2 separate regions of the Gossypium hirsutum genome follow, and region 1 is linked to region 2. Evidence: chromatin contacts called from public Hi-C data. All regions are on one chromosome and are shown on one strand. The core of a region is the stretch at or near the end of the contact, and the rest is flanking DNA. Distances in the headings are between cores, read along the strand shown.

Region 1 (3,991 bases), core at 151-2,650, 300 kb after region 2:
ATAATGTCATAGGCTAATAAACTACGAAAATGTAAGTTGAGCCCTAAAAGTCGATTAACTTAGCTAATTCGTTAGTAGTGCTAAATTGTTGTGAGTAAGTATTAATATAATGTGTTTAAGATGGGTTTAACACAAATAAAATATAGGATAAGTAGGTTACAATAGTTACTTACTAAGCTTTTGAGCTTAATGTGTTAATTGTTTAAAACACATATGTTTTAGACTATTGAGAAGATGGTGCCCTTGACTTGGGAGCATTGCATTACCACTTAAGTTTAAGATTGTAATTGATTAATTTAGTTGTAATTGGTGTTGTACCTTGGCATGTACACAATCACATTTATTATAATTGAAATGTAAAGCTATTTGTAAAGTTCAACTCTTTTAATATCTCCTTTTGGAAGCTTTTGTTCCGTTACTCTATTCGAGCACGTGTATGATTATAATTTTGTTTAATTGAGTTTCAAATGGGTTTTAAATGAATTGGGAACTTATTAGCTTGTTTTGATGATGTTTAGAGTTGATTTGAAGTATTTTTCAGCCAAATTCTACTCTAGGGGTCCAAGGTCTCAAGACTTACACCTAAGTTTCGAGACTTACAAACATCGAAATCAAAATTCTACGGTTCTAGACCTAAGTCTCAAAACTTTCAAGCCAAGTCTTGAGACTTGATGTTCAAGTATCGAGACTTGTAGCCCCTGCACCTGCACAACTTAAATTTTGAGCATTTTAAGCCTTATAACCTTGTTTTATGTTTTGGGCATGTCCAAATCCCTGAAAAGCATTCCAAAATAATTATAAAAATGTATTAAAGAAATTTATTAAAGTAATTGAGTTAAATATAAATTCAGACAACTTAGATTTACTAGAAGTAAAATATAATTCAATTTGAATTTAATTTCAAAGTATTTGAATATAATTTTTAAAGTAAATGGATTTTCATTATTTTATAATTAAAAATGAAAAAATTGAATAAAATTAAATAGAAAATAAAATAATGACAAAGGTTTAGTTATGTTTTCATTTAAATATTTAGTAAATAGATATGAATGGAAGAGTTTATGTGATTTTTTTTCAATCATGCAATCATGAATAGTTTTCAATGGAGAAATGTATTTTACACCAAGACTGAGAGGTAAATGTCTTTTACTTTTTCTGTTATATATATTTTAATTAAATTACTTAGATTTTGACACACGGTAAAAATGTTTTTTAAAATTCATTTTTATTCTAAAAAAATATTTAACAAAATTAATTTAAAAGCAATCGTAGACATTACAAAAATCATTTTTCGCATCGGGCCCAACCCAACAGGTGTATAGTTAAACATTCGTGCCAATGTCACGCACTTCGCCCGTGGTAATCTTGTCGTACCCGCCGCGCTATAAAAACCGTTTGGATTCACACTTGATAAAACGAACAGAATCCCCAAATTCTCTCGCAAAGAGATTCACAATTCGGACGCACAACAACATCTCCCTTTTCCCTTCCTTCCTCTTTTCTGGAGATTATTCCGGATAACTGAGTTCCTAATTGAACTCGCCGATTCCATCTCAGCCATGTCGGTCCACTTCAAATTCAGAAGCTCGCGCAATTACGATTCGGTCGACATTGGAGGCCAGCCTTCGATTTCCGTTCGTGATCTCAAATCCAGTATCGTCCAAAACAAGAAACTTAATCTTTTCCAAGATTTCGATCTTCTCTTCTCCGATCCTATCTCCGGTCAAGGTTACCTCCCGCTTTCTGTCTGCTTTAATTTTATTATCTGTTTGGTTGCTTTCGCTTCAAGTTATGTACGAATCGATCGTATAAATCAAGTTTATAGTTATAGCGAGCTAATGATTTACATGGAATTGGATTCATACGTATGGAGGATTGAATAGCTTTTGTAGCCAGTGTTATCTAGGAGAGAAGACGCACTAAGCCCTAGAATCCTTATATTGACTATAGCGCATAAGTAAGCGAAAGATGAATATGTATGTGTTTGCACTTTATTATAAATAAGCTTAATATATTACTTTGATGTAGTCCAGTTTCTATTTTACATATGCAGAATTTTCTTTTTTGTTTTTCTGGTCAATATGCATGATTTTTTTATGGTTGTCTTTGTTATTGAATACACAAATAATGAGACCTGAAGAGTTTGATATTATCCATTTTTTACTCTTAAATATAAAATCAATGAAGAAATAAAAATTAAAGAAATTAAAGACTTCAATCAAACAGGCTGTTTTTGCTCCAAGTGCCTTATAGAAATGCCTGTGCCTCGACCCAAATAGTCTGAGGCGCTTTTGTTGTCTAGTTCTAAGACACAGCAGCTAGTCACTTGCTTTAACTACATGGGTTCCAGCATAGGCTGTCACTCAGTCAGATCTGCTAACAACTACTTTGTCTGCTTGATGGATTGGATACAGCTTACGTGCATGAAGATTTTCAAATTCCTTGTGGCTCGAGTGTGATCATAAAGAGAGTTCCTGCAGGGTTAGTGCTCTCTCAGTTGACTTCAATTTTAGATACAAAATTTATTATGTGGCATCCTATCTTGGTTCCTTACCTATGAATGATGACTATCTTCAGGGCACACTTAGGCTCATGCAAAGTTTTTGCTACCCCGGATGAGAAAATGAGCAAAACCTCTCATCTTCAGGTGAGTTTTATTTTTGCAACCCCTGATATAGTAATTGCATATTGGATGTTTAATCACATAATTTTATGTTGATATGAATAAATAGATTTAGAATTGTTATTGTTGCACTTTTCTCTTTATTTACGAGTAATGAGATGAGAATGTTTTATGCTGTCTTCTATATTTTAATTGCTTGAACTTTTACACCATGTTCACTGCTGCCTTTTAATATAGTTATTCTACTACAATTTTGTTAAGTTAATGAAATTCAAGATGGATGAAGAACCACAAACACTTCTTGTAAATAATACTTGTAGACCTTAAGATAAGCTGTCCTACTTATTTTAGTTGAGAACTTTTTTTTCTAAATGATGACATTTATTTTACAGAATACTGAAACTGTCAACTTTGATGACTTCGGGGCAGAAATATGCCCTGTAACTGAGGGGAACTTATCTTGCAATATTGAGTTCAGATTTTGTATTGATGATGAGGACACTCATTTCAAATTAAAAAGGTATCAGTCTTTCATTTCTAGTTTCTTTAATGCATTAATTAGTTGCATCAACCACTTTGTCCAATTTTCAGTCTATTGATGATTTATTAGTACAGAAGCAGTATTGTTATTCTCTCATGTAAATTGTTTTTCCCCATTGCATTCAGTTGCACCAAGCAACCTGTGGTAGAATGTCAAAAAATTGAAGGGAGTGACATAAGTGAGGCTGTTCCACAAGGTGTGAAATGTTTCATTTTCCTTTAGCTACCCTTCTCAATATGGATGGACTTTTTGTCTCTCTCGTTTTTGTTCTTAAAAAAATGATTTACCATGTTGCCTTTGTACATCAGGTCAGATTATTCCAGGAACAAAATCAAAAGCAGATATTGAGTTGAATGCTAAACTTTCTACGTAAGAGCTTTGTCACTTGCACCCTCAGTTATCTCTATGTCATTATTCAGTCTGAAGATTTCTCTTTCTTTTACTTTCATGTTCTCTGGTTATTGAGAGTGGTTATTGCCAGTTTTCCAGCAATGCAACCTTCTGATTTTCCGTCAGAGCTGAAATGCTCTCTTTGCGGCACATTTTTTAAGGAGGCTGTACTGATACCTTGCTGCCAGCACAGTTTCTGTGAGAAATGTAAGTATTTTCTGGTCTAGTTGTGGCACCTTTTTATATTCCTTTTTTATGCATTCTAAGTGTATAGTCCTTAAGATTTGTTGATAATGAAAGAAAAATTGGGTGCAAAATGCTCTCTAGCTCCAGAGTGCTTGTTTCTTGTGTGAAATTCCAGTGCTATAAGGTTGCTTACGTTTCCACCTGTCAGTTTTTTAATTATGGTATTTGTTCGGTTGCAGGCATTCGTCATG
Region 2 (4,058 bases), core at 173-2,672:
ATTTAAGCAATTTCTAAACTTCATTTGCTTGGAATACACTGTATAAACCAAATGAAAACGAAGTAAAGATATTAAGCAAATCTAAAACTCACATTTTTCAAGAGATATACTCCGGTTTTCAAAGTTCAAACACCTCCAAAAATCCTCATGAGCACTAGCAGATCGCCACTGCCTACAAACCATGGCTGAGTTGCAAAGATTACGATGATCCAAGAACGAGAACACCTGAAAACAGGAAAAACAAACAAAACGGTTCAATAAGATTAAACAATACAAAAATTATAAAAAAAAACTAACATATAATGTAGATTATACAAACTGCCTACCATATGCAATAAATCGTCAGTCAGATCCATTCGAATTTCAGAATCTTCAGCTCTCAAATCACCCTCATTTTCCTCATCTTTCCCACCATTACCATCAAAACGATGCCCATCACTCCCACTATTCAACATGAAATTGTGATAAAATACCCCTTTATTGGATGAAATCGATGAGCATTGGTTATTATTATACTCTCTCGGTGCTAATGAGTAAGAGGTGCTCTCGCTGCAATGAAAAACTTTGCAGAATAAGTACCGCAAAAAAAATTTAATTTCTTAACTAATTTTGCCTACATTTGTCCAGTTAACTCACTGATAAACAGTGTAGACTTTGGCTCGTTTATGGTGCGAATCATGGTAGTCAGAATCTTCAACGGCAGTTGAAGCGGAGGCGCTAGTCTCACCCTGGGAAGGACGCGAGCAGCCAACCAATGGGAGCCACTTAGCATCAACCCAATTGCCACCGCACCTCATGGCGGCGGACATTTCTTCAAACAACAGGAATGTCTCGTCTCTCTGTCGTCGACTATTAAGTGTTCTGTTTAGGGAGAATGCAAATCGATCTGGGGCGACGGTGACACTGGCGGGAGCTTCTTCATCGCCGTCATTTACAATATTCTCCTCAATGTCGTCAGCATTTGCCAAAAACCCTTCCTTCATGGTTGTCTAGTTCGTCGTCGATAAAGCAAAGGCAGCACTAAATCCTCATGCACCAAACCCTCCACTAAAACAATATAAACCCCTAACTCACCACCTTCCACCTTCCATCATCCACCCCCCCCAAAAAAAAAAGCTCCGGCCTCTTAGGAACCCTAGAAAATTTTCAAAAAAAAAAAAGATTTCGAAAGTTCAATCTTTTAGAAAATCCAAAGAAGAATCGATTGATACATACGAACCAAGAGACGGAGATGTAAAATATACAGAGAGGGCAGCGAACATCACCGGATCTGGTCTAGTAAAGTAAAATTCACTTCTTTTTAGCAAGCATGAAAATAAACAAATGGACCGGCGCTAATTGATTTTCCAAAAAAGAAGAACCCAATGCTTAAATTTTGCTAAGGAAAAATAGGTTAAAATTATTGTTACTACCTCTCTTGTCTAGATTTTGAGATTTGGTATCTATATTTTAAAAGTTAAAATTTAATTTTTTACATTTTTAATTTAAAAATTGTAAATTAAACAGAATCATATTTATCAATATTTATTAATTTAAATTTTTTATTAATCATATTTCATATCATACTAGAACAACTTAATTAAAATTGTAAGTTGATAAATTTTAATCAAAAATATTTACAATTGAAATTTTTAAATAAAAATAGAAGCACTAAATATTAAACTTTTTAAGTATAGGAGTTAAATATTAAATTTAGTCTAAATATAAAAACTAATAGCAAATTTTAATGGAAAAATAACATGAAATACAATTTTCAATTTTAACCAACTTATAAAATTGAATTAAAATGTGTGATGAAAATTAAAATTAGTATCAATTTTAAAGCATATAAATATCAATTTAAACATAGAAGTTAAATCCATACAACTATATGTAAAAGGAAGGCCAACACGTGTCCCACCGTTTTTTTTTTTTGTTTTTTACATTTTAAATCTAGACAACTATAAGGGCCTCCCAAAACTGACATGTGTCACATCAGTTTTTTTGACATTTTAAATATGGTTAAAATTCAATTTTAGTCCCTTTATTATGCTTAAAGTTGATATTTAATCTTTATATTTTAATTTCTAACACTATTTGATCACTATATTTTTATAATACTATTATTTACTCCAAATAATTAGTAATGTTAATTTTTCGATTAAAATGTTAGCTTCTCATTTCTTTTGGGTTTGACTTGCCCTTTTTTTAGTATTAAGATAATGGTCAAATTTCATTGACCCTTTTTACTATGTTGAAACTTGATATTCAATATATATATTTCAATTTTTATGTAGTTTGGTCCCTCTATTTTTGTAGTGTGGGGTATTTTTATGAAAAAATCTACTTCGGCATTTTCAATGCTATTTTTTTGTTATATGACTACCAATGGCAAGGCCAGGTAGGGGCCCCAACTCCCCTAAAATGAAAAATTTTCTATTTAGATAGTTTATAATTTATAAAATTTTAAATTAGTAATGGTAAAATTGTACTTTGACCCCTCAAAAATAATAAAAATTTTATTTAATATTTTAAAAATTATAAATATATAGTCTATTAAAATGGTAAATTACATCTTTACTATCGTAAAAATATACAATTTAATTTTAACCCTAAAAAAATATTTTTGGCTCCATCACTTATGACTATTAAGTATTTTTTTAATTTCAAAATTACAAATAAGTTAATTTAATAAAAGAATTTTAATGATGATAATAATAGAATTTAAATTTTTAACTCTAAAAGATAAAAGGGTTAAATTTCTTAAAATAAAAGTAGTAAAATTAAATTTTAAATGTACTAAGTGTATTAAGATTTAAAGTATATTTTAATATTTTAATATTTATTTATTAAAAGATATATTTATCAAATAGTTTAAAAATATATATTTACTAGTAAAAAAACACAATTGAATGGATCGTTGTGGAAAATAAAAATTAAATTGGTAAAAATGAAAAAAGAAAACTCGTGTTTTTTTATGATGACAAGACAAGACTGGTTATTGACTAAAAAAGTCACTTTTTTTTCCATCAAGGTAGATTTTCAAAGATGAAATCGCACGTGCAACCCACAACTTTTGGGTCACTTTTTCTTTATCTGTTATTACGATTATTCAAAAAAAAAAACCATCGGCGCATTATGATTAATCAAATTAAACAGATATTTTATGTTTAGGGTGAGAGGTTTATATCTTTATAAGTAGAATTGAATTCAGCTCAATAATATATTTTTTTATGAGATTTTTTGTGCTCGAAAAAATTTGAAGTCAAGTAAAGATAAATATTTAAATATAAGTAAAATTTTCGTAATATTATTTTCTTTATTTATGATACTCATATTCGAAATCATATTTAAAGAGACTTGATATAACAAATGTTGATAGCTCAATAGTATATGTAATCTTAGATCACATAACTATAACAAAATGATATATGTATTAAAAATATAAAATAAATAAAGTTTTAATAGAAATGGTAACTTTAAAGGTAAAAAAATTATTATATTTTGGGTTCAAATTTAAATATGTGTATTTTTATTGATTTTAAATAAAAATATAAAAAGATGAAGGGCAAACTACATATAAAGTTATTAAATTATTAGTAAATTTTCTATTTTGGTCACTTAACTTTAAAAAATTATAAAATATTTATTGAACTACTAGGGTGGAGCGTGGGGCAAGCAATGGCCTTGGCCCCTCTAAAATAGAAAATCGTCTATCGATCCCTTTAATTTTTAAGAAATTATAAGTTAGTATAATGGTAAAAATTACACTTTGGCCCCTTTTTTTATTTCTACGCCAAAACAATTTTATGGCTTTGCCCCTACTGAACTATTTAGCACTTTTTGTCTCCATGGCGACAACTAACCTGTAACGACATTGACACATAGCCAACCTGAACATTTATGCAAGCCACTCTATTGTTGGCTACATGGCACTAAAGGACAAACAATGTGCCCTTATATAAGCTTGGATGCATAAGGGACTAAGCATCGACCCACCCTCCTTTGGACCTCACATATCAACCCTAGAACATCACATTTTTCCTCACTTTCCTCCCATTATTATTCTCTTCCTTCCA

Evidence for each region. Hi-C and Micro-C count contacts between places; a contact is called where the count stands out from the background.
Region 1: a contact with region 2 is called in a Hi-C map of leaf, with 2.5 times the contacts expected there. The contact joins the promoter of LOC107901011 here to the promoter of LOC107900983 in region 2. A contact is called at or near these places in 12 of 34 Hi-C or Micro-C datasets (callus, hypocotyl, leaf and 1 more).

What each region holds. Positions count from the first base shown.
Region 1 is chrD06:17,630,513-17,634,503 of Gossypium_hirsutum_v2.1, forward strand. LOC107901011 (E3 ubiquitin ligase PQT3-like) reads left to right here and starts at 1,401. Exons shown (of 15, transcript XM_041095896.1): 1 at 1,401-1,728; 2 at 2,415-2,481; 3 at 2,578-2,647; 4 at 3,016-3,143; 5 at 3,290-3,360; 6 at 3,473-3,533; 7 at 3,646-3,761; 8 at 3,980-3,991. The coding sequence starts at 1,560.
Region 2 is chrD06:17,327,761-17,331,818 of Gossypium_hirsutum_v2.1, forward strand. It overlaps LOC107900983 (F-box/LRR-repeat protein 15), which reads right to left and starts at 1,423. Exons shown (of 18, transcript XM_016826794.2): 1 at 637-1,423; 2 at 327-549; 3 at 93-225. The coding sequence starts at 983.